2 separate regions of the Pan troglodytes genome follow, and region 2 is linked to region 1. A link is a contact called in public HiChIP or PLAC-seq data. All regions are on one chromosome and are shown on one strand. Each heading gives the region's core, a stretch centred on a gene start, on an enhancer-like site or on the middle of the called end of the contact. The rest is flanking DNA. Distances are from core to core; before and after follow the strand shown. Region 1 holds the start of HERC3 (HECT and RLD domain containing E3 ubiquitin protein ligase 3). Region 2 holds the start of FAM13A (family with sequence similarity 13 member A).

Region 1 (4,830 bases), core at 1,531-4,030:
AAATTTTGGAAAATAATTAAATTTTGTCTATTTTATTTATTTTTCCATGTATGACACATAGCAGCTTGTTTTGCCACAACTGTTATGAAGACTGTCTCCTTTCATTCCTTTTCTTTTCTTTTTTTTTTTTTTTTTTTTTTGAGACAGAGTCTGGCTCTTTCACCCAGGCTGGAGTGCAGTGGCCGATCTCGGCTCACTGCAACCTCTGCCTCCCAGGTTCAAGCGATTCTCCTGCCTCAGCCTCCCAAGTAGCTGGAATTACAGGCGCCCGCCACCACGCCGAGCTAATTTTTCTATTTTTAGTAGAGAAGGGGTTTCACCATGTTGGTCAGGCTGGTCTCCAACTCCTGACCTCAAGTGATCCACCCGTCTCAAGCCGCCCAAAGTGCTGGGATTACAGGTGTGAGCCACTGCGCCCAGGCAGTCACTGCACCCGGTCTTTCCCTTTTCATTACCACATCCTCCATCATGCAAAATGAGAAGAGATCATCTCAGAGAGGTACCTAAAGTATCTCAAAAGAAAAAGTACTCCATGATTTTAAGATATTTTTGTCAAGCACTTTAGGAGGCCCAGGCGGGTGGACAGCCTGAGCCCAGGGGTTGGAGATCAGCCTGGGCAACATGGCAAAACCCCGTTTCGTCTTTTGGCGAAACCAAAAACTACAAAAAATTAGCTGGGCATGGTGGTGCACGCCTGTGGTCCCAGCTACTTTGGAGGCTAAGGTGGCGGATTCGCTTGAGCCTGGGAGGCGGAGGTTGCAGTGAGCCGAGATCGCACCAGTGCACTCCAGCCTGTGCAACAGAGCGAGACCCCCCATCTCGAAAGAAAAGATATTGTCATAACTTTATTTCTACCTCTCTATGCAGAAAATCCCATTCGATCTGGAGAATAGTACTTTTACTTGTAAAACTGAAGCATAACTATCTTGTGTCTCCAGTAGGGGTACTACTACTCTCATTAAGTATAAAAAAAGTTTTTAATTGGTCATACAAATCTTAAGAAATTTAAATTTGGTCTTCAGAATGAAATGCTATAACGAATGGCTTCAAGCACACAACATGGAACATTCTGAAATCCCTGTTTCTTTTTCAAAAAGTAAACTCCAGCTACTTACTGAACAAGAACTGGGTGCTAGTGCTAATGTGCTAATTTTGTTTTTCATGCCAAAGGAGTTCTGCCAAAGAGGTTTCCAACCTGTCCTCCTTGTTCCCTGCATTATACTTTTTACAGAAAGTTCCTAGCCTCGAAGGCGGTATGACCATGATGTAAATAAAATATGTAATTCAATTATTTTGCTTTAGGATATGCATTCCATGTACTTTGCTTTTCTGATTTATAATGCTACTCCCTCCTCCCCCAGGGTAAAGGAAAGTACAAAAGGAGAGAGCTTCACAGTAATCTGCCGACTAAAACATGATACCCGATCACTGCATTTAAAACTTTTTATTTTTTCATTTCTCTCAAGTCTAGAGTTGAAAAATCAGCTCACTTGATCTTATCTAATCTTCAAATAAAAGGTTCTAGAAATAGCTTATTTGTGGAAAGAGCCAGAAGACACATAAAAATGGAAGAGAGCTCTTGAATCGTCTTTCCCAAAGCATTCTATGCGTGATGAATGCAAGCAAAATCCTGGAAGGCTTTTCTCTGAATTAGGTACTTCCTAATTGGGCTCATTTGAAAGCTGATGTAAAATGCAATCAGAAAGCAGCCAGAAACAGTGACAGACCAACAGCAAAGTTCAAATACTTATTCCCTGGAGCTCATGCTGCATACACATATTCCGTGCACAGTCGCATTAGGTACTGTCTCCATAGGCTCACCTGTTTCAGGTTACACATGCTCCTCTCGGTCTGGTTGCCCTGGTTTGCCCACTCCACACATTCACAAATGACTCAAGTCTCACCTGCCCCCGGCCGTCCCAGCTCCTGACACCCCCGCGTCGGTCCGCACCGACGTGTCGGCGCACACACACACACCCGTACACACGTGTCCGCACACACCCTCGCCCCCGGCCCCGCCCAGGAGGCGGACCCGGGAGAGGCGAGCCGGCCCGGCCTCCGCGAAGTGGGTGGTGCCGGGCCCCGCAGCCCTGCCGGCGCTGTCATCGCGGACGCCGTGCACCGCGTCCTCGGCGCAAACTCCTCGCGGCCGCTGAGGTTCCCCAAAATGCCAGGGCCTCGCCAGCTCCCATTTCAATTGAAAGCGTCCGCGCCCCTCACTGCACGGAGGTCCCTGGAACCCCAGAATTTAAATAGGGGCAGGGGGCGAGCATAGGGACTATCCTCCTTTTGACTTTCTGCGTCGCAATTCCTCCCGGGCGGCAGGGCGGGAGGGCGGCCGAGCGCGGGCGGGAGGCGCTCCCATTTTGAAGGCTTGTCTCGCCTTTCCCGGCGCGGGGCTCTCTGACCGGAGGGCGAGCCCACGAGAACGCCAGGGAGGCGTACGCAGGGTACTAAGGGCGCCGCGCCCCAACCTCCCCGCGCCCCAGACCCAGGTCGTCTCTGGAGGTGCCTGCAGCCCCCGCCGCCGGAGCCACGGGAGGAGCCGCAGCCGCCCCTCCGGGAGCCGCGCGCTGACTGCAGTGCCAGGCGGAACGCGGCCCAGCACGGCTGCAGCTCCGCCGTACCCTCCTCCCTGGAACCCCGGCCCCCGCCCTGCGCACCTCGGCAGCAGCCGAACCGCAGCTTGGGACTCCGACTGTCACAGCCCCTCTCGCCGGACCCGGGGTTTCTCCGTTTTCGGCGTCACAATAATAAGGAAGTTTCCCCGCAAGCCTGCGGGCGGCGGAATGCGCTGGGTGAATGGCTTCGCACCGGGCCAATGGGCGCCGTTCTGGGGGGGGGCCCGCGCCAATGGCGGCCGCCGTGGCACGGGCTGGAGGCGGGGCGGCAAGGTCCGCGGGCGGGAGGAGGGGAGAGGCCCAGGCCCCAGAGCCAGGCGCAGGCGGCCCGAGGTGACAGGACTCGAGGGCCCGGCGCGGGGACAGCGGCACGGGTGTGTCAGTCGAGATCGGACTGGAAGACATAGAGCGTTGACGCTGAAATAAGATTGCTTTTCACTGGCGGGGAAGCGAGCTGGACCGATCAGCGGTTGCCTATTCAGGTTCTGGACTCTGGTTTTTATTATTTATGAAGAGGTGACCGAAAGCCTTGGGCACGGGGGAAAAAGCTGGAGGGTGACAATTGAGGGAGAGTGCGCTAGTCTTCTGCTTTACTCCCCTTCGTAGGACTGTAGGAAGCGCGGCGCCGGCCCGCGGCGCTGCGCGGTGGGAGAGGCGGGGTAGGAGGTACGCGGCAGCCGCCGGCGCTCTTCTGGAGAGGTGGGGATCGAAGACCGGCACGGGGCTGCGGAAGAAAGGCGGGCCTGGGGGAGGCTGGAGGGTGGACCCGGGGGGAGCATAGCAAGAAGAGTCTGAGCACCAGATCTTAAAATCTTGTAATCTGAAAGACACTCTGTGGCCTATACCCAGTAACGGATTTTTTAAAAGTTTGTCCTTTTCCACTTTTCCCTAGCGCCGAATCCCAGAGCTTCCTCCTCCTCCCCAAGGTCACTAGTGCTTTCATACTTGCCCTAGACCTGATCTGATCCACAGCTAATCTTTTGCAGAAAACCTCAGAAAGGTGACTTCATGTGTCTGCCCCCCTTAAATGTAAAATGCAGAACACTGGCACGGTACTGCTTTAATCCAAAGGAATAATTCTCCCAGTGGAAGAATTTCCATAACCTGGCATTTGAACCAGGAAGGCCCTTTGAGGATAGATTCTTACCAAGGACATTCAAATCACCTCAGGTCTGCAATCGCTCGTCCTGAGAACCTAACAGACTGACCAAGTAGAAAAGAAAGTTTCAAGGAGTGGTGTATCCTGGGGATGAGACGTTGTTGGCTGACTGACAGTGTTGAGTCCTCCGTGAAATAATGCAAATTGTCCAGTACACTGAGACAAGAAAGCTAAAAAAGCAGAATCTAAGTTATCAGGTCATCTAAGAAAAAATACAAACCTTTGAAATTTGGATCACACTTGACACGTTTAGAAACACTGGGGATGGCCAGGCGCGGTGGCCCATGCCTGTAATCTCGGCACTTTGGGAGGCCGAAGCCGGTGGATCACTTGAGGTCAGGAGTTCGAGACCAGCCTGGCCAACATGGTGAAACCTTGTCTCTACAAAAAAAAATACCAAAATTAGCCGAGTAGGGTGGTGTGCGCCTGTAGTCCCAGCTACTCAGGAGGCTGAGGCAGGAGAATCACTGGAACCTGGAAGGCGGAGGTTGCAGTAAGCTGAAATCAAGCCACTGTACTTACTCCAGCCTGGGCAACAGAATGAAACGTTGTCTCAAAAAAAGAAAAAGAAAAAAAGAAACACTGGGGACAAGAGTAACACAATTCACTTATATTCCAGATATGTGGCAGTTTCACAAAAGTTTAGTCTATTACAAAGATGCAATCCCAATTTAGAGATGCTGTTGGCAAAAGAACTGGTTAAATGCCCAAAGAGGAGTCTGGTAGGAAGAGGAAGGAGTCCGGTACTTGCAAAGGAGAAAGTGAGAGATCCTATTGTTATGTGTCACATATGAGGTTTGTAATCAATCAGTGTTTGGGTTGATATGTCTGGCCCATGGCTCAAGTGTTTTTCTTTTTTTGTTGTTGTTTTTTTGTTTTTTGTTTTTGAGACGGAGTCTCGCTCTGTCGCCCAGGCTGGAGTGCAGTGGCGCAAACTCGGCTCACTGCAAGCTGCGCCTCCCAGATTCACGCAAGTCTCCTGTCGCAGCCTCCTGAGTAACTGGGACTACAGGCGCCCACCACAACGCCCGGCTAATTTTTGTACTTTTA
Region 2 (4,917 bases), core at 1,863-4,362, 510 kb before region 1:
TCCGAAGCCTCCTTAATACCAATTTATCAGACAGAAGCATGTCATCCTGTTGTTCAAGATAATCCAGTAAATTTTCAGTCCATTCAAGTGCCGCTTTATGGCTAATATGCTTCTCTGGATTCGGTTCTGTTTTTCTACTCTTACTGGAAGGCTTTTGCTCAGCAGCCTTGGTCTGGTCCTCAGCACTTTCACTGTCAGTCAGCACCTGACAGCTTGAGTCACTGCTCCGAGAGTCGAACCACTGATCAATATTCTCAATGTCAACATGTTCACATTCTTCTGTGTTCTGTAAAACTGTTGCTAAATTAGCTGCTAAAATGGCTCCTTCATCAATGTTCATACCTGAATTCTCTTCATTGCCAGGGAAAAGTTTTTTCCATGCTTTGGTTATGGTACTTGATTTTACCATGTTCCAAGCTCTTGACACTTCATAAATTGCATCCAACACTGTCAAGTTCTTCCAAAATATTTTTGGGTCAATTCCTTCATCCATGTATTTCTGGAGAAGTCCTGCTCGATAGTATCTTTTTACAGTGGCTAGAACTCCCTGGCTCATTGGTTGAATCAGACTTGTGACATTTGGTGGCAAATACTTCACAATTATTCTGCCATCATCTGAACTCAACATTTCTTCATTTGGACGTGCTGGGGGAAAATCCAAAAGAAGCACTGCTTTTTCTAAAAGTCCCTTGGATTTCAAATGCTTCTGTACCTGTGGCACAAAATACTTTTCAAACCACTGTCTGAAAACAGACTGTTCTATCCATGCACCTTTTTGACTGTAATATGTCACAGGAAGGTTTGAAAGGTCAGTGCCTTTGAATGCTCGGGGCTTTTTGGCCTTCCCCACAACACAAAGATTAAGTTTGTGTAAACCTGTTGCATTTGCACAACACATAATGATGATTCTCTCTCTGCTTGACCTACACCCAGAAGTACTTTGGTCAGTTTCAAGAGTTAACGTCCTTGATGGTAGACATTTCCAGAACAATCCAGTTTGATCAGCACCATAAATTTGCTCTGGTTGTAGATTCTCTTTTTCAACAAATTCCTGAAAGCTACCACAAAATTCTGTGGCAGCAGCTTCATCTCCTTTTAATTTTGTTCCTTTACCAGCAGCCTTTGGAATACCATGGCGCTGCTTAAATCGAGTTAGCCAGCCTGACGATGCATTAAAATCACCTTCCATTCCCAAAGCATCAAAAAAGAACTTGGCTTGTTTTGCACAAATCGTTCCGGACACTGGAATCCCATCGGTTTTCTGTTGGTTAAACCACTCTATCATAACTCTATCAAGCTCCTCGTATGTTGATGACTTCATAGATTTACGTTTGGATACTCCACTGGTAGGATCTGAACTGTTTGCATAGTTTATAATCCTTTCTTTGTTCTTTTTAATATCACGAACTGTGGATTCACCAATTCCGTACACCACAGAAAGTTTTTTGAAAGAGATGCCTTCCTCAAGTTTCTTAATAATGTCAAGCTTGTCCTTAATTGTCAACACCACACGCTTACGTTTCCCCAACATTTTAAGTGTCTAATATTTTAGGTGATTACTAGAACAAGATAATTAACAACTAAGATTTGAATACAAAGGAACTAGAAAATGAGTTCGTAAGATTCCTCCTCTCACTTCTAGGGCCTAGATGGATAGTGACCAATTTCCTGACAAGGTCTACGTGAATCTACTTGCTATTTTAAAACTTACAAACTTCCTACAACAAAGCCTAGCGCCAATTAACTCTTATCTTCTATCTTTCTTTCTCCTCAGGGTTCAGGGTCTTTCATGAAGTGCAATCACACTAGAGGCTAGAAACTGTACTGGTAAGGCTTCTAAAACAGTACTACTGCATACTCAATTCTTGCCATCCTTGCAGGTAATGTTCTTTGCCAGAATAGCCACTAAATCTCAGGTGGAAGTATTTTAGGAAATGTGCTAGGGAGTAAACAGTTTAAGTCAAGAGAGGACTTGCAAACTTGACATACAGGAAAATACAATGGGAAAACGCACTCTCTGACTATGTGGTCTTTGTCAAGCAGTGGATTGTATGGAATGCTGTCTCTCTAGGCACGGACTCTGCTATAGGTTGCGCAAGTGAGTGCTTGTGGAAATCATACGCAAGAGAAGATGACCCGGACAGAAGTGAACAGTGCAAATAAGGTGAAAGTGGAACAGGCAGAAAACTCTCTACTTTAAAAGCGACTTAAACCTACTAGATTTGGCAGCTGGAAAGGAGGATAGTGGACATGTGATGTCACATTACTAAAGAAAGCATCAAAAAAACTGCATCGGTGGAAATGAGGACCCAAGGTAGAGGCTATGGGGTGGCAGGCTCGGTGAAGATGATGTTACAATAATCCTGGTGAAAGACGATCCTCGATGGACCAACAGAAGGAGTTCCTGTGGGGGCTGTATAGATACTCGGAGGCTCCGAAACCTAAAGGAAAATACCAAAAACATTTTCTTTCAATTCAACATCAGGATCTGTGGCATTATCCACATTTATCCTGCAACTATGTTGAGAAAATTAACGCCTCCTATCAATGTGATAGCTAAATACGACAAATAATGCTTTCAGGCATAATCTGGGGTGACAGAGAGAGGGACCTGAAGAGCCTACCTCCTGAAATTAAGAGGTCAGAGAGAAGCCGTGTTAGCGAGGGCCTCTCCCCGCTGGGCGAGCTTCAGAGCGCGGGACGTCTTTCCTCCCGCGGAGGGAGCCCGGATTCCGCCTGGACGCCGGCGACCAGGATGTCACTGCTGCAGCCAGCCAGCCAGTGGGCGGCCGCTTGGCACAGGGAACGCCAGTCCGCCGGCCCCGGGCATCGCCCTGGGACCGCCTGCGCGGCGCCCAGACCACACTAAGCGCAAATGGAGTCTCCTGAGGCAGGCTGGCACTGGTGGCCCGGCAGCGGCGAGGGACGAGCGGAGAGAGACGAGCGTCGCTGCCGGAGCCGGAAGGCGGGGGATTAGAGAGCACGCGCGCGCCCCCGCAGAACGTTGTGCCGGCGAGGGGGCGGGGCCTGCGCGGGTGAGCGCACGCGGCCCGGGGGAGGGGACTCCGGCGAGCGGGCGGGAGGGGCGGGGCCCGGCGGGGGTGCGTCTCCAGGCGCCGCGTGGGTTCCGCTCACCGCCTGGCCGTTTCGGGGCCCCAGTGCCTCCCTGGCCGGCAGGGGGCGGCACACGCTTGCCTTGTCCTGGCGCTTTTCCCAGTGGCCCGGCTCTGCCGACGAGGCTCTTCTTTCCCTAGGGGGAAATTTTAAAATCTCACCCCACCCCCAGTGCTGGGGGGAAAGCGGAGGATCCTCGCGTGCCAGGAGCGGGCTGCGAATGGGGCAGGGCGAGCGCACGTGGGGCGTGTTTACAAACAGCAGCCGCGCCGCCTTGCGGAGGCGGTCCAGGTGTCGGAGCCCAGAGTCAGCGCGCGTGGAAAGTGCTAGCCCGAGCGAGGATCATGAGGCACGGTAGGAGCCGGCGGACGTGGGTTCCGGGCAGGAGCTGGGGCGTTCTCTCGGCAACACCCAACCGGACAAGCCCAGGGTGCCGAGGCACGGCGGGCTGCGGTAGAGCCGAGTGTCGGGTCAGCACTCCCCGGTGCTGATGCTCCGGAATTCGTCACAGTCGCTGTAGAGACGGACCCTTTGCAAAATCGACAGCACCTGGGAGACCCTTGAGCCAGTGGGAGGCGTCGTGGTAAATTTCCTGCCGTGCCTCGACGCCCGGGGCTTCTCAAGTGGAATCAGGGAATTGCGCTTTGACCGATATTCCCTTTATTTGTTTCCAACGGAGACATCTGCGGAAGGGTCACCGCCTTCCTGGAGGAGAGAGTGGTGCACCTCCACCTTGCACCACCTGTTTCCTGGGAAACGCGGTCAGGCTGCCTTCCTTTCCGTCTTGTGTGTGCGTGTCAGTTTGAAAAATTGAAAATTCTTCAGTGAATTATCTCTTCCATATGAACATAAATGTAACCTTTTCGTTAACACAAAGTAACATAGTAATTCGTCATTTCTTTGACAAGGCCATATACTGTTTCTGGAATTTCAGAAACTTGGAGATGGAAATCAAAGCGAGCATACTGTAGAAAACAGATGTTGATTCTAAGCCTTCTGTTTGACTCCGCCGCCAAAACTGCTCAATTGCCTTTCTCAACATAGCAGCCTTCCACTATCTGGCATGACAGAAATTCTTTGATCTAGTTATGTTGTGAGGTTGTAAGTGGCTTTTGGAGAATACCTGCTTTTAGACCTCCCCTCTTCCCTGCCTTCCATTTGGCTTCCAACAAGCCAGTCCCTTTCTGGAAGTCCTGGTTGCCTATTTTGGGTAGATTATAACTTACTTCATGGTAGTTTTATATAACTTTACAAAATATTCTTATTTTCCCTGATACCTGTGAAGAGCGTGAAACACTGCTAGAACAGCACTTTACCGACTGCCACCCATGTGGAAATGAGGCAGCCTGTAACCAGATGTCAGCCGCCTGCCTTTCCCCCTCTCCCCCAAGTCTGCTGGAGTAGCTGTGTCCCAGGATATTTAAATACAAAGGAATCCTGCCTCTTACTCTTCCTCTCTTTTCCACAATATCTCTAGGATTTAATTTTCTTCCAGATACCATTTGCATTTTTCTCTGTTCCTCCTGGATTCTCCAGTTTGCTGTTTTATGTCTTATAGCTGTTCCCTTTTTATCACCTTGTGTAAGTTCAAATCTGGATACAGCCCACATTTCTAGATTTTCTCAAAACACCGCTTGACTCAAGGCAATTGTAATTAGTAGACTTTTACTAAGATTTTACTCAAGGCAATTGTGTCTTTACACAAAACAGTTTTATTGGGCAAACTTTCTCCTTTTGTTGGGGGAAGGGGTGGCTAGTTGTGGCAGACATATTACAGCACAAGGGGGAGAGGACTTAGAATGT

Evidence for each region. HiChIP or PLAC-seq counts read pairs in DNA pulled down with a chosen protein or histone mark.
Region 2: a contact with region 1 is called in an H3K4me3 HiChIP or PLAC-seq map of stem cell-derived excitatory neurons, with 2.3 times the contacts expected there. The contact joins the promoter of FAM13A here to the promoter of HERC3 in region 1. A contact is called at or near these places in 1 of 7 Hi-C or Micro-C datasets (stem cell-derived neural progenitor cells) and 1 of 1 datasets of contacts at active chromatin or transcription factors (stem cell-derived excitatory neurons).

The regions. Positions count from the first base shown.
Region 1 is chr3:89,962,132-89,966,961 of NHGRI_mPanTro3-v2.0_pri, reverse strand. HERC3 (HECT and RLD domain containing E3 ubiquitin protein ligase 3) reads right to left here and starts at 2,780. Exons shown (of 26, transcript XR_010156637.1): 1 at 2,664-2,780.
Region 2 is chr3:90,475,973-90,480,889 of NHGRI_mPanTro3-v2.0_pri, reverse strand. FAM13A (family with sequence similarity 13 member A) reads left to right here and starts at 3,112. Exons shown (of 24, transcript XM_063809676.1): 1 at 3,112-3,468. TIGD2 (tigger transposable element derived 2) reads right to left here and starts at 3,045. Exons shown (of 2, transcript XM_016951868.4): 1 at 2,625-3,045; 2 at 1-2,441. The coding sequence starts at 1,531.